Linked DNA regions of Zea mays: regions 1, 3 and 4 are each linked to region 2. Evidence: chromatin contacts called from public Hi-C data. All regions are on one chromosome and are shown on one strand. Each heading gives the region's core, a stretch centred on a gene start, on an enhancer-like site or on the middle of the called end of the contact. The rest is flanking DNA. Distances are from core to core; before and after follow the strand shown.

Region 1 (7,610 bases), core at 1,702-4,201, 360 kb before region 2:
ATGCGTCCTTAACACAAGGCGCTGGGCGCTCAGGTACCTATAAATACCCCCGCACAGTGCCCGTGAGAGGCTAGATTAACAGAGCTGGTGCCTCCTAGCACGTAACCCTATTGTCACCACCGTTCACCCTTGTTGGCCTCCTTGCGTTAGAGAGCAAGTTCCAACAATCTTGCTGACTTATCCCTAGTTCGCTTCGATATTCAAGGTCGTTGCACGTGGGAAAGTCGGGTCGGCGTTGTGGATAGCGCTTAAGTCCAACGAGCTGCTTGGGCCTGAGTCTACTTCTTTCTCGCGTCGGCCCATTCCACCAGGAGTTTCCTCTTGGCCCACGAAGGGATGGTCTAGCGAGATAGCAGGCCTAAAGCCTCTCGCGGGGCCTTCTTACCTTCTAGTGGTCCCGGGGGATATCTGTCCCCCACACTATTAGAGAAGGGAAGAGAGTTTAAGTGGGACTGGAAGTGCCAAGATAGCTTTGATCAATTAAAGTTGAGATTAATGTCACCCCTAGTGTTGGTTATGCTAGATCTATAGAAGGGATTTGATATTTATTGTGATGCATGCGGCCAAGGCTTGGGATGTGTTCTTATGCAAGAAGGACACGTGATTGCCTACGCGTCTCGTTAGTTGCAGAAACATGAGCTGAACTATCCCACTCATGACTTAGAACTGGCAGTCGTAGTGCATGCGCTTAAGATATGGAGACCTTATATTATGGGAACCAAGTGCCAAGTGTACACCGATCATAAGTGCTTGAAGTACATATTCACTCAGAAGGATCTCAACCTTAGGCAACGCCGTGGTTGGAGCTCATTAAGGATTATGATTTGAAGATTCATTATCACCCGGGTAAGGCAAATCTGGTTGTAGATGCCTTGAGTCGGAAGGAACATGTTCATTCAGCCATTATTACCCAGCTACCTAATGAGATTGTTGAGGATTTCAGGAGACTCAACCTGGGAATAGTTGCACATACTGAAGGAGTCACTATTGATGTGGAACCTACCTTGGAGCAAGAAATTCGCAAGGGTCAGATTGGTGATGCAAAAATACAGGAGATCAAAGATCTGATTACAGAAGGTAGAGGTCCAGAATTCACGGAGGATGAGCAAGGCACAATATGGTTCAAGGACCGGATATGTGTTCCTGAGATTGACAGCCTTCGTGAGACTATATTGAAGGAGGCCCATGATTCTAATTACTCTATTCATCCTGGTAGCACTAAGATGTATCAGGATTTGAAGCAGAAGTACTGGTGGTATGGGTTGAAGAGAGATGTGGCTGCACATGTGACTATGTGTTATGTGTGTCAAAGAGTCAAGGCTGAACATCAAAGACCAGCTAGACTACTGCACCCGTTAAAGATACCCGAATGGAAGTGGGAAGAAATTGGCATGGATTTCATTACTGGGTTGACTCACACCCCGAAAGGATATGATTTTATATGGGTGATTGTGGATAGACTGACCAAAGTGGCGCATTTCATTCCGGTCAAGACTGCTTATAAAGGATCTTAGTTTGTAGAGTTATACATGGTTTGGATTGTGTGTTTACACGGAGTACCAAAGAAGATCGTGTCTGATCGAGGTTCACATTTTACCTCCAGATTTTGGAAAAGTTTTCATGAGAATCTAGATACGAAGTTGAATTTTAGTTTGGCCTACCATCCTCAGACTAATGGCCAGACTGAAAGGACTAATCAAGTATTGGAAGATATGTTGAGAGCTTGTGCCCTTCAGCATGGAGGCAGTTGGGATAAAAGTCTACCATATGTTGAGTTCTCATATAATAATAGTTACCAGGCCAGTCTGAAGATGTCACCATTTGAAGCTTTATATGGCAGGAAGTGCAGGACTACTCTATATTGGGATCAGACTGGAGAAAGACAGTTCTTTGGGCCTGAACTTATTCAAGAGGCAGAAGAACAAGTCTGTATAATTCGGGAAAACTTGAGGGTAGCTCAGACTAGGCAAAAGAGCTACGTTGATAATAGAAGAAGACCACTGGAGTTTGAGGAAGGTGATCATGTGTACCTCAAGGTGTCACCACTTCATGGAATGAAGAGATTTGAAGTCAAAGGCAAATTATCCCCTCGCTTTATTAGACACTTCAGAATTTTTAGGCGAGTTGGGGAGATGGCATACCAACTCGAGCTACCTGATAATCTATCTGATGTGTATGATGTATTCCACGTGTCTCAACTTAAGATGTGTCTCCGTGTCCCTGAAGAACAGTTACCAATGGAAGAGCTAAGTGTTTAGGGTGATCTAACTTACACGTAGTATCCTATCAAGATTCTTGACACTTTGACTTGAGTTACAAGAAATAAAGTGATAAAGATGTGCAAAGTGCAATGGAGTCATCATGGAGAAGATTAAGCTACTTCGGAGAGAGAAGAAGAGCTTCAGATAGAATTTCCCATCTTTTCCCTAGTCCTTCCTAAATCTCGAGGACGAGATTCTTGTTAAGGGGGTAGGATTTGTAATACCCAAATTTGTACATCATATAATAGGAGTGTTTTGCCTCTATTTAATTGAGCATGAGAATAATCCCATTCAAAGATTATAAGTAACTAATGACACCTAAATGAAATATGCTTCATGCCGAGGTTTCATTTTGTGTGCATTTTGTGATAATATAAAAATAATGTAAAATGAAATATATTAATACCCAAATTAAAATTTAATATCTAAAGAAAATTCTAGGATTTGAGAAAAGAGAAGAAAGAAAATACTATGTGAATAAAAATAAGTATATAAAAATATATTATTCCTACACAAGGATTTGAATTTGTACATTTGACTCAAAGGTGAAACTCATAAGAGGATTCAAATTTAAATTGGAGATTCAAATAAGAAAATCAAAAAGAAAAGGGAAAAATACAAAAGAAAAAGGAAAACAGCTAATTGGGCTGCTCGGTCTTATTTCGGCCCATTCTCTCTTTCTTCCCCGCGTAGCCCAAATCACTATGAGCTCCTGGCGCCGACCGCACGAGCCCACGAGCAGTCTCCGTGGCGCTCGCTTCTCCCTTTTCTTCCATTGGCACGCGGGCCCACCTTGTCATCTGCTCGTACGTGCTGTTGCACGTTCTTCCTCCCCACACGCTAACGACCTAGAGCTATCGCCGTGGATCCCGCCTGCGCTAGCAGCTCGCCCTCAACCACCCTACCCACTCCATGGGCATAAGCTGACGGCTGCAACCCCTCTCTGTTTCCTCGCCTCATCAAGCCCTGCACCGTGGTCGTCGTATGAGGAAAATTCGCCATACGTGAGGGAGAGTCGGTCACCACCGTTGGATCGCGACTTCATCGCCGTTGGGGTCCGGGAATCGGGCCAGGAGGCGTCATCGTACCACCGGGTGTGTGCTCGTGCGGCGGGGGAAAATCATCCTCACACCGATGACAATTTCTCGTCAAAGCTCCGCGACCGCGCCAATCCGCACTTCACCGCGGACCGGTCTCCTGTGCGCGCCATCTCCGGTGAGTACTCCTTGCGCCATGTTCACTAGCCCCCTTCGATTGTGTAGCACCCCGTAGAGTGGAGGATAGTGCGCTAGATCGCGGGATCCGGAAGTCCGGCGATGGCGTCCACCGCATCTAGGTTTGCACGAAGGCGCCGCAGGTCGGGATGGCTGAGGTAGACGACGAGTTTCTGGCCGTCGATCGTGAGATCTACGACGCAGATTAGATCCGAGGGTAGTGTTTCGTCCGAATAGCTTGGTCCGTCTGATTCCGATCTCTTGCTTGTGGATCGATCGCGATCACTTGATAGTCTGGGCCGTCGGATCTGTATCCGACGACTGCGAGCGAGTATCGGTTCGGGCCCGGGGCCGATCTAATACACACCGTTGGTGTGCGATCCTGCGGCCCAAAGTTCAAAATACCCTTTTGCCAAGCCACACTTCCATAAGAGTCCCTGGGTTTATTGAGATTCAACCCGCAGTTCTATCAGTGGAACTATGAGTCTTAGGGTTATTTGTGCAGTGAACCCTATGTTTTGTTTAAATCATGTGCGCAGTCCAGAAGTCAGTAAAAAGGAATAGATGATTAAGGAAATTGATTTTTAGTATGAAATTAATTGCAGAAACTTGTAAAATTCCTAGAAAATTCATATTAAGTCCAAATTGACCCATTCTAGTTTCTGTAATTTTGAAATATTACTGTTCATCACATAGTGTCTCTCTCTGTTTTGACATGCAAACTATATTAAAATTTATGTCTTAATTAATCTTGTATCAAACACATAAAACCTTTGGAAATTCATAACTTAAAATCCGTAACTCCAAAATTAATGATTAATGTTTCTATGATCTTATTTTAATATGTAGATTATTAATATGTATTTTGTATACATGTTTGGTGTGATGTTAATTTCTTTTTTATACTATGCCTGTTTGTATTGTGGCGAGTAGAAGAGCCTATGGCTGAGGATCCCGGTGTTCAGCAGATAGAAGTTGCTGAGCAGGAGCTCATTGAAGGCAAGTTGTGCCCTTGACCACTTTTTATCCAATAATGTTCTTTGTTATCACTTATCAATGCATAGGTTTAATATTGATGGGACCCAATAAGTCACCCTAGACCGGTTATCCTTTTACCTTGTTTTTCCCTGAATCATTTGGGTAGTTATGCTATTGCTTTACATGGTTTTGGGTTAATATTTCATTATATCCATGTTCCAATTATTCTGTTATTTTATTTATGTTCATGTCAAGATCATTATTTTTAATTGGAACATGGAGCTTAACTTGAGAAACACGTACCACCACAAGGGTGAAATGGGATGCCCTTGGCTGACTAATTAGGAAAGCTAGTGGAAGACTATCTTACCCGAAAGGGGCAAGGGCAGTAGGGGAGTAGGCGTGTAGGGAGGTTCTCGGTTGATTTTGCTGCGATGGCGGTCAGACGAGGGATTCCTGCATTGCTATTCCCAGAAACTGTAGCGGGTTTTCGAAAGCTAGTGGAACTTTGTAAAGGCCTCATAGTGTTACCCTGCCTTGCTTCCTTAGTAGACGTGTATGGGGCTCGTACAACCCCGTGGCAGATGGGTAACATGACTTGTGGGTACAGGGTACAACCTCTGCAGAGTGTAAAACAGGTATACTAGCCGAGCTCACGGTCATGAGCAGCTCAGGACTCTCGCATTATTAAATTATGGAACTTAAATTCAATTTGTCATTTGCATTGCATGGGATTTATTATTAATTTTGTTCTATTACTCTTGTTATGGTTTGGTATTTACTTACACTTAGTAACTGCTAATAAAATTTGACCAACTTATTAAAAGCAATGCTCAGCTATAACCCCTATTGTTGATCAGCCTTACGCTTCACATGAACTTCCACCTTTGGTGAGTTCATGCACATTATTCCCCACAACTTGTTGAGCTATGGACGTATGTGAGCTCACCCTTGCTGTCTCACCCCCACAGGAGAAGAACAGGTGGTTCAAGAGGAGCCACACAACGAGGAGTTTGACTTGATCTAGGTGGCATCTCCCAGTCGACTTTATGGCGCCAAGGATGGAATTTAGTTCATTTTATATTTATCTTTTATTTTATAAGACTTCCGCTATGTAATAAGTACTCTGATGATATTGTGACATTTATCTCTATACACTCTGTTATTATATGTGTTGTCTTCTTTGGCGCATATATGAGATGCACCCGGCTTTATCCCTTAAATCCGGGTGTGACACTTCTGGCCGAGTCACTAGTACATGTCCAATTCCTCCAACTCAGCTTATTTGTTCAAGATTTGGTCACTTTACTAAACTGAGACTTCAAATTCCATCACTCTATGTCACTTCACCTTCTTCAACCACTTCAAACTGGAAATCACCCTATGCAACTTCAACTTCCGCAACATATTATAGAAGGAATTTCCCTATGACGCTTGAACTTCTATGGATCATCTATTCACATTCTTGCCTTCTCGTACACATCACAACTATCTCTTCATCTTCTAGTGAGCTCCCTTGACCTAAACTTTTCCGTCGCTGCCAGATCTGTATTTCGTTCCCATGGCCACCTCTCATCCATGGGAGCTCAAAGTTTCCATAGTCGAATCCAAATATCTGTAGGCTTTCCATGTGGAAGGATTGTTGCAAGAGAAGAAAGTAATATAATTATGTGTCCCTAGTAAGGATCCTTATCTGATGCCAAATGCTAATGCGATTGTTGTTTTTTGTGCACTTCCTAATGCATGGATTTGGGCTCCCTATTTCCAAAAAAATTGAGAACTTCTTCATTAATATCACATCTAGCATGTTCATCTCAACCCCAGCTCTATGTTGCACATTGTCATCTTTCGGCCACCTCTATGGGGTGTATCTTGGAATTCCCTATTTCCCTCTTTCCCAATATTGTTTCTTCCTTTGTCCTTGCCCTAACAAGGACCACTCTACTGTTGTTGGGGGTTTTGGGATTCATCTTCATGTGGTATATTGGACAAGCGTGCTTTGACTAAAATAGAACATCTAAAATACAAAGTTAAGGGTTTCTTGCGTTGATGTTTATAGTGGAAAAGGTATGCTATCATTGGTTTTGTTGGATGAACCCCCTTGGAAATAAATGAGGAGGCTGGCTTTAAGTTGATTGCAAGATTGGATTGACTTTGGATGCAAAAAAGATTACAAATATCAGGTTGTACCTTTAACTACCATAACAAGTGATTTTGCTAGCATGGTTTCCTCACCTCTCTTAAATATTACTGCTACCTTGAATCTCATCAAGAATAGTCTTGTCAGAGTAGACATCATAAATTGGGAACATGTTAAATTTGTAGCCTGGAGGCTCTTGTGCTACCTACAAATTTGTTGATAGTGAAGGAAGTTGGATAAATATAGGTTGAGAGATTCTAGATCATTGATTTGTGTGTTATATGTGGATATAGTGGATTTCATCATTTAGGCGTCATAGAGTGGTTGTAGCCTCCTTGTTTTTTTTCTTCAATGATTTTTTTCTTGCCCTTCTCTAGTAGTTTTTGCATTCCCTTTGTCCATTTTTTTGCAATTTAGCCCCTTTTCAAAAGAAATTCAAGTTTGGTCCCTATATGACTTAATAGCGTTATTGGACCTTTGCTCGGCGCCATAGGCCATGGCAGCGAGGTAACATGGCTCAGCGCCGTGACCTATGGCATCGAGGTCTCGGTTGCCCTGGCATCTGCTGCTATGCTAGACGCCGATGTGGCATCTCTCGGTGCCATAGATCTTGCCCCGTTCCATGCTCCCGGCCATTCTTCTCCCTCGTTTCCCTCTTTTTCCATACCGTCAAGAGCTACTCCAATCTTCGTATTAGAGTTTGAAAGCTTGAATTGGGTCCATGTAGCTTAAATACTAAGGTGTGGTGTCTCACTTATTCATTTGCTATGTAATCATTCGATATATATATTTTGTGGTTCCTTAGGGTTTAGATTAATTAGTTTTGATTGGTGAACATGTTGCTATTAGTTATGATTTCTAAGATATATAGTTAATATGGGGATTAAGATTTGTTAGATAGTTTTTGAATTGTGGGTTTAAAAATTGTTAGGGTTTTGAAATAATGAGTACCATGTTATTTATAAGTTTAAATCAGTTTTGATATTCCTCTAGTGGTGTGAATATTAAATCGTTTTA
Region 2 (6,681 bases), core at 293-2,792:
CGTGTTGACGTGCGCTGCAACAGCGCAATAGTAACGTGATGTTCCATTCCATCAGGAAAAAAAATCACTGGGACTGGTCCCTATAGCTAATCATGGTCATCTACCGTGAACTCATGATATTTGTCTGTCTGCATATTGAATTACTGCATAAATTTAGAAGTAAATAGTTGGAAACTATATCTTTTTATGAGTTTGGTGTAGGGGATTCGTGATATTAGTCGGATGTATGGTCCGTATTTGTCACGATATATGGTCGGTATTTCCCGCACTCTCCCGTATATGGCCCATATTTATTGCACAAGCTGCCAATACGAAAGATATTAGAAAAAAACAAATATAGGTAGGTACTCATCCTATCCCACACATATAAGGGTTCACCAGTGACGAGTATGAATTGTTGATAGTGCTCACGAAATGTGAGCACAAAGCCCGCACTGGGCGTCTCGGTTTACATTCACAATTAGTGATTGAGCCATGAATGAAGCATGGAACATTGTACGCACAAGTATCATATGTTGTACAGGGATTTGCAGTATTACAGTTTGTAAAACAAACTTTAGATTTGCTTTTTTAAAAAAAAACTTTAATATTTTAGCTTTACCAAATTCAGATCCACTAAAAAATTGAATATAAGCTACAGATCCATGATTTTTTTCCAGAGTATCTGAAGGATGCTAAAGAACTTGTAGATTTCTAGTGTTGACTAAAATTATTCATCATCGCATTGAGTAAAAGAACACACACACGCACACAAAAACCCCGATAGACCTCTAGAGTTAGACAAAAAATACTCATCATCGAACTGATTAAAAAGATAACGATTACCTCGTCTCTTTCCTTTACTCCGACGCCGCGCCTTCCTCTCCTCGCCCCGCTCCACCCGCTGGCCGCACGCGACCTCCTGGACGGTGGCAACGCGTGTGTCCTCTCCTCCGGTCACGCGCATCCTCCCCGGCGGTGGTCGCGCGCGCGTCCCATGCGTTCCAACCTGCAAGCTCTAGGAGGAGGATGAGCCTAACCTTATTCTGATTCCAATTTAGTTTCTCAGCTCGTGTTCTCTTTTTTTAGCTACTAGCCACTAGCCACTAGCCAGCGTCCATTCGTTTCACTTTCGTTGCAAAAGTCCATGGCGGGTACACGCTCTTTTCCTATAGACAGACAAGCAAGCACTTCCGCGCCGTCTTGCGATTCTTCACACGCCAAAGCAAGCGCAGCCGCCACCCGCGGACAACGATGAGAGAGAGAGAGAGAGACGGTGCACTCCCTTGAAGCATCCTTCCTCTCATCCCGGCAAAACCAAGTCCAAGATCACAAACAAACATAGTACTACGTGCACGACATTGCATCCACGGGCGCCGATCATCATTTACATGTTCCAGCGACCAACATTTATTTTCTAAGATTCGAAGCCCCTTAGCAATTCACGGACCCACCCGAAACAGAAGCGTCCTCACAAATCGGGGAAACCACGCGCAGTCCCGGGACGCGATCGCAGTGGTTGTTGGGTCCGCCGTCCGCGACAGCGAAGCTACAAATCCCTCGCCGCTAGTTGCTACACACCAAATCATTCGAAACGCCAAAATAAATAAATTCGTGCTTCAGTGACGGCACCAACAGCGACCCGTTCGATACCCGGATTCAAAACCGGAGAGGAATCCATCCCCAATTCCCTTCCTCCCCCCACCCCGTCGCCCAACAGATCTGGTTCTCCTTCCCAAACAGTTCGAATTCGATCGCGCCACGGTCCGTCACCCGCGCCGGCCAGATTTATGCAGCCATGCAGAGCGGCGGGGCCCGGTGCAGTTTGACTACTGCCGCTGCCGCTGCTACGGGGCTGAGGAGGGACCACTTTCGGGATCCGCAATGGCGAGCCTGTCGGACTCGGCGGGCGCAGGCGGCGGCCGCGCCGGCGCGGAGCTGATGGTGCCACAGTTCCTACTCAAGGCGCTGCACGCCATCCTCGCCGTGCGGTCGCCGCGCCCGCACGCGCCGCCGGCCCCGGCGGCGTCGGCGTCGGCGTTCCGGAGGCGTGACCGGTGGTTCCACCTGCCGATCCACGCGCCGCCGCCGCCGCCCGCGGCGGAGCACCTGCCGGACCCGTCCCCCGGGGAGCCGCTCGTGGTGGACGTGTACCTGGCCCCATCGGGCGGCGGGCCAGAGGAGGTGCTCGAGAGGTGGACCGTGGCGTGCGAGCCCTGGCCGTCGCCCGCCGCGGCCGCCGCCGTCGGGGAGGGGCTGGCGGTCAACAGGGCGTACAAGCGATGCATCACGCTGCTCAGGTCGCTCTACGCCGCGCTCCGCTTCCTCCCGGCGTACCGCGCCTTCCGCAGGCTCTGCGCGTCTGGCCAGGTGTACAACTACTGCATGGGCCACCGCGTCGGCTCCTTCGCCGCGCCCTTCTCCCGCGCCGAGGAGGCGGCCATGCGCACCAAACGCCTCGCCCCCGTCGAGACCCAGCTCGGCCGCCTCGTCGTCTCCGTCCAGTACCTCCCCAGCCTCGCCGCCTTCAACTTCGAGGTCACTTCCCTCGCGTCCGCCGCGATCATCACGGATTACGTCGGCAGCCCCGCGGCCGAGCCTATGCGTGCCTTCCCACCTTCGCTCACGGAGGCCACCGGCTCGCCCTTTCCGCAGCCCTCGCGGCGCCCCAACAGCTGGGCGTCGCCAGCGCCCTGGCCGCACACGCTCGGGCAACCGGCTAAATTCTCGCCTCCGCCGGCCCATTACGCGTCGCCCACGCCCTCGCCACCGACGTTTGGCTATCTGCACTCGCGGTTTAGCGGTGAGACTGCACCAATGACCATACCGCAGGCCGGCGGTGGCAGGGGCACTGTGCACCATCGGAACATGTCGGAACCCAGTAGAGCCTTCATGTTTCCTCCACCTTCGCCAAAGAATGTGCGAGGGGAGGCAGGGATGCAGGAGTCACCGACAGAGATCAATCGGTCCTTCAAGAGGGCGGATGGCATCCGCATGGGAGATCTCTATTCAAACTTGCCGTCTGGTTCTAAGGTGATTTTACTCCCTTTTGTACTTATAAACCAGTTGATGATGTTTGTGTTCATAGGACTATGCAGAAACATCATATCCGAACAACTTATTAAGACCTTCACTTTATATGATAGTGCATTCAGTAGCGAAGGATAACTGTTTCTTTGTCCTCAGTGAAAGACTCGTGGATAAAATACTTGTGTTAAACAACCTGGCATACTGTTCTCTCTATCAGCTTATTTGGGAATTATGACCTTAAGATTTTCTTAGTATTTTTCTTTACCTGGAAAGGTTGACAGGGTTTTCTGATTTGTTTTAGATGAAAAAAAGAATTCAATAGTCACTGCTAATTTTAGAAATGAAAGAGACACAAGCCCACTGAAACAGCATATAGCTGAGCCTGACTACTGTTGCCAAAACGGCAATAGGTCAAAGATAGTGAGCGCTAAACTTGTAGCAGCATCTAGGTGCCTAACAACTGAAGTATACTCATTATGGAAAATCTTTTCATTTCTTCCTCTCCAAATGTTCCGCCAAGCGTAGATGATAGCCCCGCTAAATTCTTGCAATCCTTTTTTTAGATATTTAGCTCACCATGAACTAGCAGTCAGAGAGTGGCTGATATGCTTGAAAAAGAACAGACCCAGTGCCGGAAGCTCCCACATGAGTGGAGTCTGGGGAAGCGATAAACCGTCACAAACTTCGCCCCGCAAATGCGGAGAGACTGCTTTATCCCTTCCGCTGATATGCTTGAAACCAAGCTAATTTCCTGTATATTCAAATCTGTGTTGTTACTTGTCAACACAGTAGACGGTATAATTTGGCCATCATCCCTTGGTCATGAGACTGTCCAAAGTTACTGTCCTGCTAGCTGTTATGCAGTTTGATTCATGCAAGGGTTTGTTCAAACAAACCCTTCCCCATGGGCACCGTCCACAGATCTGTAGTATTTGCATTAGTGTAGTAGGATAACCTAGATACACCAATCTTACTGTGTACTGGCTATTCCCTGTCTCTCTAACTCCGCAAAGTTGCTCTTTTGTTGATTTACACTACCTGTCTAACTTATCTTCAGCATATATAACATATTTTATATATAGCCATGAATTTCTAAAATGGTGTGGCCACATATTGTGCATTGTTTTTATTAACATGTTGTGAGGACATCTTATTATCACACATCATAGCTTGGTCTCTCGTTTTGAATAATTTGAGCACTTTATTCTTTAAATGTCTTGTGGAACTATCTTTTAAAATAAGTGCCAATTGTTGTGAACTTTAGCTGGCAATTTGGTGTGCTGAACATTTAGTATGATATTCATGTCTCATACTGGAAGCGAGTTTTTTTTTTCTCAAACGCACAGAAAAACTGTACATTATTATATTAACAAGAAAAAGGAGGTCCCAAATGTACATGAAAAAAGGAAAAAAAGCCACCTTAGTGTCCAGAAGCGAAAATACATAAAAAGATCTATTACATCTAAGAAAACTACCAAAAGAGCCTATGGCCCTGGGATTGGGGCTGTTAGGAGGGAGAAGTTCTTGGCCCCTGCCATCTCCCACAGCTCTCCCTCTTCTTCAGCTCTTCTAAGAGCAACATTCAGACTAGAAGTGATCCTCTCAAAAACACAACCATTTTCTATGGTTCCAAAGGATCCAGATTCCAAGAACAATTAACGAGTTAAGTCCCTTTGCATCAAATGTCTTGCACCTGCTGTTCTGCCCAGTCGCCTTTTTCCACCATTATGGCTGAGTTTCACCTGGCTGAGTTTCACCTGGCTGAGTTTCTCCATCAAGCCCATGATGCATAATTAAGAACACCCTATCATGGTTATAATCGATTGCTTGGACCATCAGCATGTGTTGTGTTGGCTAGCGCAGTGTTATTGTTTTCCTTTTAAGGTCTCTTTTTCTGTCACATGTAAATGGGCTGCAGTTTGTTTTTTCTCTAGCTGATGGTGAGGTTAAAGAGTTAGTGCCATGTTTCAGACACACCCAGGAATAAAGTGAAATCGACTATTTTCAATTGAGCAAGTTTGTTATCTATGTATTTTATTTAGGAGTATCTTAAACTCAACAGACAGTTATGGACAAGATGCATGTGCATAGTTTGACCTTAGCCAGGCTTCCCTTTGGCTTGTAAGGTCTGGAGACTGGACAGACAATGGATTTGAACTGTCATAGTGTCATTTGACAAAGTGGCAGTATTCTTTTGCAATTGGATGTTTCATTTGCCATGTACTTTGCTACTCCCTTAGACTCCAAATAGAAGTCCAGTTGTACTCATGGACAGGAATTATAATGATGTAAATAGTATTGCCTGATCAATCAACATTACGAGATAGGTGATTTGCATGTGAGCCTATGGATCAGGCAAAGGGATATTAAGGAAAGTTTGGTGCACTTGTATTCAGGAATAGTGATTACAAAGCTGCACAGATATTAGAAACAGTTTGAAATTGTTGCCAAGCTAAACTGATGCTATCCTTCACTGCTTCAAAGATGCCACACAAGAAACAATAAGTTGAGTGTGTCTTTCTCTCCATAACCTTTGCTTTTCCATACATTTGTCTTTCCTTGGTAGTTTGGTACCTGAATACCTTTTGTGACTGGTTGCCAAATTTGCATTCTAAAAGTACCTTTAGATTATCAGCCTATGGATCAAGCAAAGGGATATTAAGGAAAGTTTGGTGCACTTGTATTCAGGAATAGTGATTACAAAGCTGCACAGTTATTAGAAACAGTTTGAAATTGTTGCCAAGCTAAGCTGATGCTATCCTTCACTGCTTCAAAGATGCCACACAAGAAACAATAAGTTGAGTGTGTGTCTCTCTCTCCATAACCTTTGCTTTTCCATACATTTGTCTTTCCTTGGTAGTTTGGTACCTGAATACCTTTTGTGACAGGTTGCCAAATTTGCATCCTAAAAGTATCTTTAGATTATTCATAATAATACTTCTGAAAGGTTCTACAAAGCTTGATGATTTTTAGTGTGGGGATGTCATCATCGGAAAGAGATCTGCAGTTGATCCATGCTCAAGTTTGCCATATCTATGAATCAATTGGGAGTGGTAGGGAGGGCATAAAGGAAGAACTCTATGAGGAAGGGTGGAATTGACAGGCTTGGGTAAATTAAAAATCCCGGATCCTTTCCTTCTGCACAAACAGAGGAAGCTCGAAGCAACGAAAACCTATAGGGATTATAAAAGGGAAAGGTTCCTGGCTCGTTCATAGGAGCCTACTAAGGAAACCTTTCCTGTTGAATGAAGTTCCTGTGTACTATTCAATTCCTGCGGGAAGTGTGGGAATAAATGAATTTCACAAACTCCTGGTTTTTCTTGCAGTCGTGCTTCACAACCTGCCCTTGTGCTTGTGTGTAACCCAGTTTCCTGTTCTGACTCTGGTTTGGCATATCTATTGGTTTTACACTTTGCTCCATATTTTTTTTTGTATCAGGCAATCGTTCTTTGCATTTTATTACAAAGCAAGGCTGATTGCCTGAATTTGCAATGTATTACATTTTTACTGAGTTTTTTTAACCTTTCTTGGTATATTTGTGCAGATTAAGGACACTAAGGATGAATCTGGCAGGTTCTCTGGTGTCTTCTCTTCTAGTGGTTCACCAAGACATGGTTTCTCAAGAAGTTCAAGCAGATTGTCCATGCAGGATGATACTGATGATGCAGATTT
Region 3 (7,571 bases), core at 2,436-4,935, 340 kb after region 2:
CACAGAAGTCATTTTTAAAAAATGCAGGTATCCATTCTTTTCTTATTTCATATAATTTGCGTAGAGTCATATCTTCATGAAGATTGAACTCCTCTAGCATCATTTCCCAGGCACATTCAAACTCATGAGGAGTTAATGGATGATGTATAATAGACTGGAATGTTGTTTTAAAATCCTTAACAGCAAACCTGGCATATATCTCATTTAGGAATGGCATAAATCTGTTCTGTACATGCCATAAGCACAGTCTGTGAACTATTTTTGGAAATACAGTTCTCAGAGCAATTGGCATTGTAGGATCTTGATCTGCAATTGCTCACAGATTATTCAGTTATTTTCACAATAAATTAATTCACTGTTTTGCATAACAAATGTATATATCACATACCTGTAAGCATAACTCTTGGACCCTCGCATCCCATACATGTTTTGAATGAATTGAAAGCCCATTCAAAAGTATGTACAGTTTCATCTCCCAACAAAACAAATCCAAACACTGTACACTGCAGATGGCTGTTAGCTCCAACAAACATGCCCAGTGGTTTATCATATATATTTGTCTTGTGTGTTGTATCCAATGTCACAGCATCACCATAATCTGCGTATTCCCCCTGCATACTTGCGTGTGACCAAAAAATACTAACTATTTTCCCATCATCGTCTAGCTGGAAATCACAAAAAAATTGTGGATTCTGTTTCTTGCATTCTCTAAAGAAAGCCAAAAGTTTGGCTACATCATTTGAGCAATTTTCTCTTCTCCTGGCTGCCCTCCTACATTTGTTTGCACAAAAAATTATTACACACACATTTACTATAGTAATATTCATGGCTATTGATATATACACATGTAACAAAAAAGTATTGCTTACATGTTTTTCAGATCTTGAGCAGTTACCGGTACGTTCTCCGGCCCATCATTCATTTCTGATATAAAATCAACTATGCAATGCTGCGGCACTCGGCTATCATGCATTGCATCCACAAAATTTATGAACTCAGCATCCCTAATTTTGTTGCAACGTAAATGTTGTTTCTCTGCTTCGTCAGTTATGAACTCATGGTTATGCTCCAAGTTTACCAGTTCAATTTTTGTAGCTACAACCATTTTGTTTTCATCATCATATTTTTTTTTTAAATTTTATTCTAGCTTTGCATTGCGTACGCCCCGATGATCTATTCCTCATCCTAGGTGTATCATTTGATTTTGCTGCACTTTTACCTTCACGTGAACAATTTATCCACTTACTGAATGTCTTCTCTCTGTATTTCTTCAGTGGAAATCCAACTTCATATGCATATCTTTTATAGAATTTATATGCATCATCAACATCCTTGAAAGTCATCCCTACCGTTGGCACTATAGTTGGATCAATGTTTTTGCCTGCTATTTCATTGTCATTGTTGTTTGTACCATGGAATATGTTCACAACAATATAATCAATCAATAATCAAATACAGCGATTGGACTTACATGTGAACGCAGTATCTGTGGCGTATCCATCTCCCTGGAGCTAATATTGGACATAGAAGGTCGAACCCTTTGTTCTCCTTCTTCCCCTATGCTCATCTCGGCGATCTCAGGACCCATTAGAGCAGGCGGTGGTGTCACCAGTGAGTTACCACCAACTCCTCCCTCTGTCTCTAGATCAAGACGAACGTCATCTCCTTCCATCGCCGGCGACCCTCCAGAGCCGGCCATCTCCAACTCTGATTAGTTATGCAGGCTTAGTGGTCTTTTTTTCCGAATGAAAGTAAATCTCGGATACTATAAAAGTAACTGCATCCACGTTTACAGGGTCTCCCTATTATTTCCGAAACCGTCCCGATATTATGGCGACGTCTTTGTCAAACTAAAATTCATAATATAAAATTTACGCACAATGACACAACGTTTTACGCCAATCGGTATATACTGTTTATGCATCTATTATGCCGTTTCGGTTTTATGCCATATCTTTCAACATCTTATGCTTCATTTTTTTTACCTTCCGCACATTACTTACCATGCAAGATCCATAATTTACGCGCCCAAGTATCACAGTAATCACGTTTGCATGTGGCATCTATTCCCTTTAATTCCGCGCAATTCCCTTACCATTCAAACAACCGCGTCACGGCGCCGTCTGTCCTGCATGCCACCTCTCAGCCCCACGTTAAAACACAGGCGCGCCTGTTCCATCGACCAGACCTCGGGAACCGACCTGGGCTTCCTTTAATATCCGAAGTCCAGGGCTCCCGTTATACCTATATATATATATATATATATATATATATATATATATATATATATATATATATATATATATATATATATATATATATATATATATATATATATATATATATATATATATATATATATATATATATATATATATATATAGGTGTTTATCACTAGGTCGAATGATACATAGTCAAGTTACTTTTTTTTGATGCAACAGAATGACAGCAAATAAAACTATGTCTTTAAAATAGTCATTCTTGAGGAGCTCTAACTATTACAAAAGTAGCAGATTATGATTTCCTCTTCAACTCACATTTTTTAACTTGTTGAGAATGACTGTCAGACAAGCAGCGTTGTCTCTCTTATATGTTTTATGCACGTGGATGTGGTTGTTAATTTCTCAGATTTATTTATTAAATTCACATATTTTTCTAGTAATTATTGAAATTACATTAAAAACTATCTTGTTTTTTAAACACACGACGCTACTCTCAGATGATTTGAGGACTCAGTTTTCTTCAGTCTCTCTGTGCCGATCGACTGCTAGTGGCCTGTTGCAGTCATTGTCAGGCGTCGTACGTCCTTAACTGTCCGCTCCCCCACCCTGACTCTATGGAGCTTGGAAGGTCAATTGATCTGCGCTCCGTTTCAAGCGGTGAGTTTGCGTTTATACTGGCCTTTGGCTGCTTTTTTTTTTTTTTTGGGAAGCCGACGTTGCTAGATTGCTGGTTGACGGTCGTGTACCTCAACAGGTTAGTGAAAATTACGCCATGTTCGTGCTAAATTGCTCTACGGTTCAGCTGTTGATGGTTGCTGTACACCAGCTGTTCGACGAGCTAACGCAAGCCTTCGTTGGGGAGAACGAGTAGTAGTAAAGCAGTGCTGGGATTGCGGCCGTGCTAGCTTTCACGTTGGAGCTTCCTTTTATTAACAGTCACAGTCATACGCAGCAACAATATCCATAAAAAAGATACGTTGCGAGGCTGTTATAGGGTCGATATGACCATCAAGAACGTCGTCGTCCGTCGTTGGGTCTCGCGGAGTACTTTCTTCGTTTCGTTTTAGTTGTCGTTGAATATTGTAAAATTGAACTATCCAAGACAACTAAAAAGAAACGAAAGGAGTAACATACAACAGACTACGTACAGGAGATCAGAAAAGTAATTAAGCCACAAAAGACTAATAATACATAAAAAAGCTGACTGGATGCTGGATTTCTCAAGCGACCATGATTCTCTTGTTTATATAGAAGAGAGTTTTACTCTAGCAGAAAGTACAGTCCTGTAATACAATATCTAAGTTTCCCACGTCAAAAATAGATTCAAAGGAAATCATTTCGGAAGAAGAAGAAAAAAAACGCACACAAAAACTGTCGGGCTCGTATTTTCGCTGTTGTAGAGAGACAAATGGGCCTCGACCAAACTAAGTGGGCTTTAGGATGCTGTATGCCCACGAAGACGAATCGTTGGTCCTCTTTCTCATCGCTACGAGCCTGCCGCGGCACTTGGTATGTTTTTAAACACTTACTGCTACTGTACTCGATCGTATAAGGCGACGGGCGACGCGGACAAGAAGATGTCTCTATATTTTCTCCATAAAATTGAATGGATTTTTTTACGAAATTTCTGTGTTCCAAATAACCCAGTTGACTTCCCGTCATGGTCGACTGGTCGTCCACAACATTTGCTAGTGGTAGCTTGCAGTCCACAGGCATGACAGCTCTAATCAATCCGCTATTCCCAATTTTGTTGTTGAGTGAGGCAAAACAGGTCCTCCGTCGTACGACCCCTTTGTGTGCTTAGGTGATGCCTAATACCTATGAAAAAGAAGAAGAAGAAAAGGGCCAGCTGATTAGCTCAAGTTATAACTTCGTCACTATAGCAGATGCTATAGATAGATCGGTGTATACAAGGTTATTGCTACAAATTAAAGCGGTCCCAGCTGTTTCTAATCATCAAGCTTTGCATGCAGATTTCACCGGCCGGCTGCTTCTAAATAATGATTTTGACAGCGATACAAACAATCATGGTTCCTTTCTTTTTAATCCTCTCTCGGCCCCGTAGCTTATCGACAGCTATGGTTTTTTTTTGTTTTTGCAATAATGAAAATGTCAACGTTTTACACTTATTACCAACTCGCCTTTACAATGAAGACGACAAGGCCGCCTCTCCCAGCCGTATACTAGCTAGTATAGTAGTGTACACATCCTATCTAGCAGTAGCTCCATGTCACTGTCCCAGAGGCAAACATCAGTCACCTGCTGGGTTTGACAGCCAAATTAAAGCGCCTTTTGGTTACAGAGACTAATCTTTAGTCCTTAGCTTTTAGTCTTTTTACCAAACAGAATGACTAAAACATAGACTGATTGACTTTAGTCTCTAGTCTTTGACATGGGTGCTAAAAGAGACTAAAGAGTAGCATTTACTATCACTGTCTGGATTGTTTACTTATTTTATATAAAATTTCAACAGCTGGAATAAATCTAGGTCCAATCCTAGACAACCGAACATGCCCTTAGACCTTGTTCGTTTGTGTCGGATTGGTGGGTCGGAACGATTTCTAACCGAATTGCTTCTCTAATTTATATAAGCTTTGATTAGCTGGAACGATTCCGGGTGCAATCCGATAGAAACGAACAAGGCCTTAATGTGTTTAGATTCTGCTTAGTCTATAGAACAAAACAGGGTAGGGACTAAAGTTTAGTCCCGGGACTAAATTTGAGTCCTAAGAGACTAATGGAACAAACGGTCCTTAAACCAACTCTCGTGCAGCGTGCTCTAGCAAATACTTAGGCATAACGCAAACACCTCGTCTAGTCCTAGAAAGAATATAACAATTAGTTAAACCATAAGTACTAAATTCTACTAAGATGGAGAAGGCGGGACGGATTATTAGCTAAAAGTCAGACCTGAATTCCGGTTGGAAGAAGACACAAGTATATACCGATCAGGCAAGCCTAGACGTATACATGGCATGGCATGGCTAGATGAGCAGACAAATTAATCTTACCAAACGTCCTAGCTTTCCGTTTGCCTTTTGCAGGCTCTTTTCCATGTGATGGCCAATGGTAATAACCACACATGAATGCAGCAGCAGCAGCGTATAGCAGGTAATAAAAGAAAATATACCTAGCTGGCTCGACCTGCTGCAGCCTGTTATTACTACGCACTACTCCACTCCAGTAGTATTTGCAAGTCTGTGCAAGCTGTACAAATACACTCGCACGCACGCTGCTCTCTCTGCCTGCAGGCGCACGCTCCTGTCCTGTCCCCTGATCTCTGCTGTGCACTCTCTCTCTAGCTGTCGATGACATGCGGGGGTCTGACACCATGAAGATGATCAGATTTTGCTGTCTTGGTTGAATTTGTAAAATAGAGTATCCAGATAACACTATTTACACGAATAGACGAGTTTGTTCGCTTCGGATTAACTGTTGCAGATGCAACTAATGGAGATAAAAACATTATACAAACAGTAAAAACCGATACAGAATAAAACCAAACTAGAAGCCCGTATTAGATGGCGGGCCAAGAAATAGATCTGTAAATATCTGCGGTTACGCAGCCTTTCGCGCGCGCATTCTTTCGACACGACACGGCTACCCTGGCAAAGTATAACTGGCAGTACTGTACGCTACGCGGTATGTATGTATAATAGTTTGGTGGCGTAGATCCAGCACGTACAGCCGTCGGCCACCATGACCATGATGGTGTACACTGAGCAGGTGGGTGGGTCGTGGGTGCAGGTGGGGCCCGAGGAGGATTGGCCGGCCCGCAACGTCCCCTTCCCCATTGGTGTGATTGGTCGGGCCCCATGCGCGACCAACCCAGGAGCCCCACGTCGGACTCCCGCCATCGCCATGCAGATGGCTCATCACTCATCAGTCATCAGTTATGCTGGTGGAAGGCCAGGGGTGATTATTTGCCATTCTTCGCCTCGGGTAAATCACATCCCCAGCCTGCTTTTGGGGTTAGGTTAGGTTAGGTTACCATGATGATATGCTTAGCATCACTTACGACGACGAAAGTTACAGAGCCATCGTCGATGGGCCGGGGCGAGTAGAGGCCGGAAAGGAAGCAAAAGTTACAGCTCGCTTCGATCTCCATGTGTGTGGACGGCCGGCCTGCCTTTCCATAATTTTTCATGCAAGTGGATAAGATGTGTGTCTTCCGGGCCCCACGTTTCCAGGATGCATGGGAAAGGTGAAAAAAGAAGAAGAAGCAGCCAGGCGTTCAATCGATGGATCGGACGATAATGCGGTCTATGTATCGTGCCATTGCATCGAGCAATGTGATGTGATGTGCGCAAGGTCGATCAGTAGTAGAGATCGTCCGCATGAAATTGATCGAGAGGCCCTCCTCCACTCAAGTCATGCATGCTAATGGTACTCACGCTTGCGGCTATAGCTGCCACCCTCTTGCATTGTGCACTGCATGCTCACCTGCCGTTCGTTGCTGGTTGGCGGCGCTTTCCAAGTCTGACTGTCACGCCGCATGTGGTCGGGGACGACACACAGCACAGCAGCCGCGCGCGCGCGCAAATGTACATCGTACTCATTTCGTGGAAGGCACGAATCGATGTTGCTAAAACATAAAACCAACACCCAATAGTACGCCCCAGGCTACCTATAGAGGCTACAGAGTTGCGAGATCGGATCCAGCGCAAATCACACCAGTGCATGTGTGTGAGTGTGCAACAAATCAAAGGGGCCGCTACACTACACACGACCGTACGTGTGACTGTGCGCGCACAAGTGTTGGTCAAATGATCTAAACTGACAAACAGCTGCAGCATACACGCGTGCGGCGCTGACGTACGTGCAGAGGATGGAGACTGACACGATTCGACCCTTTTGCTTCACTTCTCTCCAAGAGATCCACACTCGATACAGATATATACTGCACTGCATAAAAAAGATCTACTACCACTACCGGACATAGCTCCTTTGCAAAGGCTATTTTACACTCGACAAAGAACGCTCGGCCATTTGACACTCGGCAAAGAAAAGTCACCGTCACGGCGCCAAGTGACGGTGACGGATCCTTTGCCGAGTGTCTTCTTTGGCACTCGGCAAAGAGGCCAATTTTGCCGAGTGTCTGCTATCACGGCCCTCGGCAAAGATGGCTCCAGTGGGCCCCACCGCCAGTCCCTATGCCGAGAGCTCTCGTAGGCACTCGACAAAGAAGGCTTCTTTGCCGAGTGTCTAGTGGACTGGCACTCGGCAAAGAGTCCTCCAGTGGGCCCCTTTGCCAGTCCCTTTGCCGAGTGCCTTGACCACAGCACTCGACAAAGATGGCTTTACCGGTTCCCAGGTTTCCTTCTTTGCCGAGTGCCATGGTCAGCACTC
Region 4 (7,570 bases), core at 3,907-6,406, 450 kb after region 2:
TGCTGTTGTTCATTCCGGGACCCATTACCGATTCGCAGATGCAAGCTATCCTTTGCAAATCAAATCTGTAGACAGCCCCTTGACCCTCGCACACGATCAGTTTGGCAGACTTACCCACGACGACGACGGGTTAGTAGGGTCGGAATCTTCGAGAAGATCACCTTACCCCGTCCTGCAAAAGGGACGACAGAGCCTCGCTCGTGCGCGTGTGGAGCCCAGCTCGATCGAGTTCATCACCACTATCCGCAGCTGCTCTCTCAGCTCCTAAAGGTCACTGATCAGAGCAGTATTGAGGAAGAAGCTGAAGGAAGGGAAGCTATCTACGGAAAGAGAGGAAAAAGCAAGGTTTGCTAATGATCAGGTCGAGCCCACGCCGGACCACCCGCCGCCACGGCTTCAACGACTCCTCTTGCTTCCTGCCGCGCGTGCGCTAGGATCGACGGCGCAGGTATAGCCTCTCCGATTCACCTCACAAATAGACATTGTTTATTGATCCGTAGGCCGTAGCTAGCTAGGATCGTCGTCGGCGACGGCGGCGGCGACATGCTTCTTGTTCAGCTCTCTTCCTCCTTCCTTTTCCAGTGTCATGCTCATGCATACTCATGTTAGAATTATAGGCATTTTCCGTATTATTTTAATTCCATAAATTAACATTATGATGATGACATATAAATAATTAACCATAGAAATCGTGATCTTAAATTGATCCATACCAATATGGATCAAGGGAACATAAAGCATGTAAATAAAATAAGTATATAAACATGGTTCATGAATTATTACGGAACAATTAAGAATAAGTAGATAGCAATATAAACAGCATGACTGTAAAACTAAAACAAACAGATATAACATATTATAAAATGACAGAACAGAAGAGCTAAATACGTGACTACATATGAAACTACAGAGGTGAACATATGAAACATATGTAATCTGCAGCACGTAAAACAGTAAGTAAATAAACTGATCATACCCTCCGATGCGCTCTGATGATCCAGATCCCTGACCAGCTTCTTTTGTCATGTTGGAGATGTTTTGGGCAGTCGCGTAGACGCTCCCCAAAAACCTAACGGCTGGACTGTGAGACTGAAAGTGTGTTCTCGCGTGTACCGTATGACAGGGGTGCTCCTCTATTTAACCTCTCGCAGAGGGAAGCTGAAGGAGAAAGGTCGCCGAGTCACGCCAAGAGTCGGCCAGCTCTAGCCGAGTTATGCCATGAGTCGGCCAGCTCTTGCCGAGTCACGCCATAAGTCGGCAGCTGAAGGAGAAGGGTCACTCGGCTTGGCTGACGAAGAGACAGAGTCACTCGGCAGTCGAAGAGACAAGGTCACTCGGCGTACGCGGTTAGTGAGTGCTAAAAATTAACACAACCACACCACACCACACCCGCTCGCCTGCCTGCCTGCCTGCCTCGCCACGCCACGCCACGCCACGCCACGCCCGGCCCGGCCGGCGGCGGCGGCGCGCGCGCGCGCGTGTGGCACGCCCTTGTCCATTTCTTGACTTCTCAAGTTAAGTGGAATAAATCCCACCATATAAGTCAAGGCAAAAGACCCTTGGACTTCCAATGTGGTACTATTGGTATTCTCCACCATTACACATCATAGAGTTTATTCAATAAATGGGCCAAGCCCATAAAAGATCCAACAACTCATTCACACGTACTATATCCTATAGTAGTCTCTTCGACAGCTCGGCTGCTGCGCCATGGTAGGTGACTGCATATATGCTGCATGCTTTTGCGCCTTTGAGGGCTAGTTTCACTTTCACCAAGTGGTTGGACGGCTCTAGCAAGATTTATTAACAAAACATGTAGGATTAACTCAAAAATCAACTTGTAACGGGTCTAAACCTCCACCTTTATATAGTGGTACGACCGATTAAATCCCTTACAATCGATCCAATCAACTCTACTTATCGTTTTTACCTTATACATTAGGAGTAGTCCTGATTTAGCCTTCCTCTATCTCAAATCTTCACCTCTCTTCGGCTCTATATAGACTAGAGACGTCTTGGTTGGCCTACCAACGTGAAGACAGACCCTAGGATCTCTCCTCCTCGACGGGGTCCCTACTAGAAGGCGATATCTATGTCTGCTGCGAAGATGACGACCCTTTACGCCATCGTGGACCGTCCGAGCCCCAGGCGCGAACTGTCTGGACGTACGCAAAGGAGTCGCTCCTGCGCCTAGGTCACGGATCGTCCCACCTAGGGTCGCGGACTATCCGCGCCCCACAGAGATCACTGTCACGTGGTTCATCTCCGTCGTTTGGCGCCTAGATCGGTGCCAAACACACTTTTTGGCGACTCCACCGGGGAACAAGTGTCTAGATCTACTAAAAATTAGACCCTCAAATGGTCGATTCTAAAGATCACACCGATATTTCCCTAGACAATATCCGTAAGCCGGCCATTGAAAGTCTGTCAGCCGATGAGCAACAACAATATGAAGACTACATGCGTCAGGCGAAGGAGAAATTCTTATCACAATTCTCAGTGGATCGTCACCAGAAGGTTGTCAAATATGGAGAGATCGAGGTTGCATCTCTTCAATTCATATACAGGACAAATATCATCACTGTCATCCTTGCTTGGCAGATCGCCGCCCCAAGACACCATCAGATCGTTCGGCTTTTCCTACCGGACAGTCCGGGGCTGCACCAGGACCACCATGTGGCGCCCCGATAGTAGTGAACTAAACCATACAGTTCAGATTTACCATCGAACGGTCTGGCATCGCGTCGAACTGTCCCGCCGCCTGGTTCGGACTGTCCGGATACATATACGCAGAACCTACTGTTGCACACTATGCACCGATTTATTACATACCACATCAGCAGTACGTTCGTCCCCCTACATATTTAAACCACATCGCACCATATGAACACAGGCCAGTAACGTTCTCGATCGGCCACGGAAGAAAGGTCAGCATAAGAATGCCCGGCCAAATGAGCCACACGGCCTAGAGTTTGGTGGCCTGCCATCGGGCACAATGGAGAAAATTAGGAAAGGGATGGCTAAAATATTTGGAGATAGGCTCAGAGTTAGTGTAGCCAGAGTAGGCAGCCATATCAAAAGCCATATGATCACTGGTTTGACACTGTCATGTACCCACAAGGGGCAAAGATACCGGAGTTTTCCAAGTTTTGTGGTGAAAGTGGTAGAAGCACACACGAACATGTAGGCCAGTTCCTAGCACATCTAAGTGAATTGGTCGATGGGAAAGCCTTTCGTGTTTGTTTATTTTCTTTATCTCTTATTGGTATCGATTTTGCATAGTACGTCGTCCTACCTCCTAATTCCATTAATTCCTAGAATTTAGAAAGGAAATTTCATGAGCATTTCTTTTTCGATAAATATGAATTATTAGGGTTGACTGATTTATATTTGACGAAGTAGTGAAAAGTGGCAACATTAAAGTAACTCATACTCTTGCTCCTCTAGATGAGTTAAAGAGACGTGCTTATTGCAAGTGGTATAATTCTTTTTCCCATGCCACTAATGATTGTAACATTTTTTGTCAACAGATATAATCTGCCATAAATGAGAGCCGATTATGTTTTTAGGAGATGCAAGTGGGCATGCAACTATTTCATGTCAATATAATAGAACTAGCAAGCATAAAAGTCTTGGTTCGGCCAGAAGTGGCCGATAAAGACAAAGGCAAAAACATCGTCATTGGTGATTCGCACATGTCGAATATATCACGAGGAGGGATTGTTCGGAATGCTCCGGACAAGAAGACTAACAAGTCTGGAGACGTCGAGAGGCAGGCTCAATCGAGTAGCCAAGCAAATCTCCCTGGCTCGAGCATCGTGGACGGTCCAGCACATGCGCGCGGACGGTCCGGTGCTCAAACAGACGGTCTGGCTAACTCAGCCGGACAATCCGCCCATGGCCAAAGTCGTCAGCCTCCACATAAAGCGAAAAAGGAGACACAGGGGAAAACACCCATATAACACACATGGTCGGCTGGTCAAAGCCGGTCCTATTTTTGATCAATTGCTCTCCAAATATGCTAGCAAGAAGGTCGTTCTACGCGATCGACCAACAAAGAAACCTCGGTCAACCGCTAAAAGAAAACGTCTGAATAAAACGGCTGAAAGGCGACACAATAAGCATCACCTATTCATCCAGTGATACCACGATACTTTCCACCCACCTACTCATCGTCGATATATTGTCCTATATATCCAATAGTGGAATGGTACGATAATAAACCCGTGGTACATATAGTCTCTTTGCCTATTCAGGCTGGGGCACCTCCGTTTATACATTTTAATCCTTTGATCAGATGGTCATGCCCGAGAAAGATGCAATCCAAAACGGCCTTTATGCATTAGAGCTCTATTGAATGGTCACCCTGTCGAATTGAAAAGCTGGTGACTTGCATCAGGCTTAGTGCATAGGCTTTTGGTTCGTCAATCTTCACTAAAAGGCTGTGGACCGTACGATCTAGTGCCACGTACTATCCGCGCCTCTGCAGAGAGTACCGTCACGTGGTTCATCTCCGATGTTTGGCGCCAACACTATTATATTATTCCAGCATGCATCTAATCTAAATACAACTATCAAAACTTGTTCTCAACCTTACCGTCTTAGGACTGAACATCTTCGATCTCTCTCGCTGCTAATTCGTTTTCAAGAATAGGAAATGCGGTATTCTAAATTGCGGCACACTGCTAATGGACAGGTTAAGATGTTTGACTTCCTTCACACAGGATTTTTCCATTTATTTGGAGAACGGCTTCCTTCAGTAGACAGTAGTAGAAGCCTGGACTCGATGGCCCAGGAGGCCACCCCTAGCTACTAGCGCGATGCTATGAACTACGGCGCACCGTACCGATCGACCTATATGGCTATATCGAGGGAGAGTGCTAGCTACGATCTACGAGGCGAGGCTACGACGACCGAGGATTGCCTGTGCCTGGTGCATGTGGCATTTTCGCAGAGCCAACGCCGAGCTGAGTCGTGAGAGCACTAGCACAGTAGCACTCCACTCTAGCAGTAGTGGTGTTTCCGCCTCCTCCAGGACTCTCCAGTCCAGCTAAAGCTAGCTTCCAGCAGTGGCACCGGCCCTCTCCAGCCAGCGCCACGAAGCCGTATATAAGTGGGCTGTGGGCGCAACTCGGCTTCCCCCGTTACATTTCACTCCACTCCATCTCCATCCCATCCCACACCGCGCTCCCGGCGTCTCTGCCTGTCCCTCTCAGTCATATCCCTCTCTCGCCAAAGGGTCGCCGGGACGCGGCTAGAGCGCCTGACAGAGACGTGCAGTGCAGGGGCTGCCCGGGCCACTGCCGCCTCAGGCGGGCGCGCGATCGAGGTGACGGCGAGCTGCTTGCTGGCTAGCGCAAACAGTCGCGCGCGCGGGCGGTCGCTGTTGGTGGCGGGTGGAGGTGGTGGCGGTTACAGTGGGGGAAAGGAACGCGGGCGGGCGGCAGGCCAATCGGGAAAGGGCACAGGCAGATCCAGGCATCCCAGGATTTCTGCCTCCACCCAGACTTTGCCCGCAATCCATCCGCGCTTTCCGCTCCGTCTCCGTGTCGTCCCTCTCGTTCCCCGGCCTGGGCGGTGAAAGCGATATCGATCCAGCGTGCTGCTGCCTTGCTAGCTGCTGCTGAGTCCCTGACCTGGACGACAGCTGCTGCTTCTGCTAGCTGCTGGTATATAAAGTGGAGGCAACCTACAGCTTGGTGGTGGTAAGCCCCCAAACCAAACTCATACATGTCTGTTCTTCTCCTCTCCCTCTCATCCTGGCGTTTGTACCGAGAGTACGACTGACTGGGTGAAGGGTGGTGCCTAGCTGATCGCCTGATCCATCTCGTCCGCCCGGGGCCCAAGCAGGGTTACAAGAGGTGCGTGGCAGGCTACTGTTCAGGAGCTGTGACTGTGAGTTTGTGTTCTTATAAGCGTCGTCGTTGGCTCTCGACTGGTGGACTCGATCTGGGCGAACTAGATAAATTTGGCGCACGCACACGCTTGGTGAGGCTTCGATCACCTCTCCCTGTGCATATATGCGTATATATAGTGCATTGTTATTAGCTTCTTTCATTTGCTTAATTAGTTCTTGGATCGATGCTGCTGTGTGTAGTGCAGTGTGCCACCAGACGACACTGCCGGTTCCCAGCTACCAATACTAGTAGCTCGGTAGCTAGGTTAATTATGCGCGTACATTCCTTAGCTAACTTCCAAAATCCAAATTCATGCACCCCCCAAATAAGGCCTAGAGTGTTTAATATATATCTCTGTTGTGTAAAATTAACAAGGTTAGATAACAGAGATCCAGCATGCATGTAGACAACAACGGAATAAGGCCTATAATAGAGTGTTCCCAAACTCATGTCTCTGAAATTTTGAACCATATTTCTTATGGAATTTCTACAAATAACTTCCAGTGTTTGAAGGAGCCGCCAGATTCTCTTCTCTTGCATTGGTTTTTTCCCCCTCATTACCGTACCTCCTTTTGTTTCATGGAGAGGATGTTTCAGTTTAATTAGGCTGATATATTAATATGTTATTTTATGTCGTCAGAACGGACCCGGCCCTCTATCTTCTGTAATTGTGTGTGTGCACCGCGCGTGCCTTTTTTTTTTCTCAATTTGAAAGATATATGCATGCAGGTGCATTTCGGTGTATTAATTTTCCTTTCTCCAGTTATATGTATTAATACGAACATTCCCAAATATTAGGTTTAATCTTTTCTAAAACTATTTTGCCATATAATCTATCATCATATCTATTGGGGCAAAGAAATATCGTTTTTGCGCTAGCTGATGCATGTTCTTGCTGTTTCGGTTACATTTCTTTCAGCACAAAGGTCCGCATGTGCACTGAGCTAGCTTCCTTGGCACAAAAGGAACCAAGGAGAGCCAATGGATTAATCTTGTAATCGTATACATGATGAAAGTGTCTACTTTTTATCTACTGCCATGATTGCTCGCTTTTTTCCCCCCTGAAAATATCATCCCAGTGGAAATGAAATGAAACTTCTACTCCTCACCTGGTTTGTGTGCTAAGTTTAGCTATCATGCAGCATTGGTTCTTCTCTATTAGAATTATTAAGGGTGTGTTTAGATTGGTTAGGGCTAGTTATTAGCTGATAGTACAAATTAATATGGATTAGATAGGGTTGATCAGCAAGTTTGCTAACAACTAGTCGAAGGCTTGGCTAAAAAAAATAGCTCACCTATTAATTACCTTCATGTTTGAATTTAATGTGGCTAAAAATTCTGGGTAATAATTATTAGCCCTATGCATCCAAATTAAACGGTCTAACTTAATCCTTTGCACCCTTTATCAATTGTTAATTAAGATTGATAAAGTATTTACTTGTATCACTAGCTAAAAAAAGGTATTATTAATACGAGTAGCAAACCTTAGCATTGATGTGTCATGCATACTAGTGTTGGCACCTACATTTATATACCCAGTATGTGGTACTAATATAATAGCTCATTTTTCTCTCATATGGCTTCTTATTAGCATGATTATCGGGTGTCCACACTCTAGTAGAGCGTGTGGTATGACAGGCCAGGTAACCTTTTACGTGTGCGTGGCTATGAAA

What was found. A called contact is a pair of places that touch in the nucleus more often than the background predicts.
Region 1: a contact with region 2 is called in a Hi-C map of endosperm, with 2.8 times the contacts expected there. The contact joins the promoter of LOC118476959 here to the promoter of LOC100278308 in region 2. A contact is called at or near these places in 6 of 25 Hi-C or Micro-C datasets (bundle sheath, ear, endosperm and 3 more).
Region 3: a Hi-C map of tassel shows a contact between it and region 2, with 6 times the contacts expected there. The contact joins the enhancer-like site here to the promoter of LOC100278308 in region 2. A contact is called at or near these places in 2 of 25 Hi-C or Micro-C datasets (ear and tassel).
Region 4: a Hi-C map of ear shows a contact between it and region 2, with 2.4 times the contacts expected there. The contact joins the promoter of LOC103653847 here to the promoter of LOC100278308 in region 2. A contact is called at or near these places in 2 of 25 Hi-C or Micro-C datasets (ear and tassel).

What each region holds. Positions count from the first base shown.
Region 1 is chr4:154,857,369-154,864,978 of Zm-B73-REFERENCE-NAM-5.0, reverse strand. LOC118476959 reads left to right here and starts at 2,951. Exons shown (of 2, transcript XM_035967362.1): 1 at 2,951-3,476; 2 at 5,425-5,726. The coding sequence starts at 2,966. The coding sequence ends at 5,480.
Region 2 is chr4:154,501,358-154,508,038 of Zm-B73-REFERENCE-NAM-5.0, reverse strand. LOC100278308 reads left to right here and starts at 1,542. Exons shown (of 3, transcript NM_001151624.2): 1 at 1,542-3,012; 2 at 6,554-6,681. The coding sequence starts at 1,864. It overlaps LOC606399 (kinesin-related protein 1), which reads left to right. Exons shown (of 13, transcript NM_001308496.1): 13 at 1-90.
Region 3 is chr4:154,161,810-154,169,380 of Zm-B73-REFERENCE-NAM-5.0, reverse strand. No RefSeq gene overlaps it. Among protein-coding and RNA genes, the nearest start is that of LOC103655593, 13 kb to the left of the region's middle. Within about 2 kb of position 3,685, at least 12 of the 20 cell types and tissues checked have an H3K27ac peak or open chromatin away from gene starts, as enhancers often do. A contact at or near this core is called in ear and tassel, where this site is marked.
Region 4 is chr4:154,053,382-154,060,951 of Zm-B73-REFERENCE-NAM-5.0, reverse strand. LOC103653847 (NAC domain-containing protein 7) reads left to right here and starts at 5,156. Exons shown (of 5, transcript XM_008680655.2): 1 at 5,156-5,705; 2 at 5,851-5,988.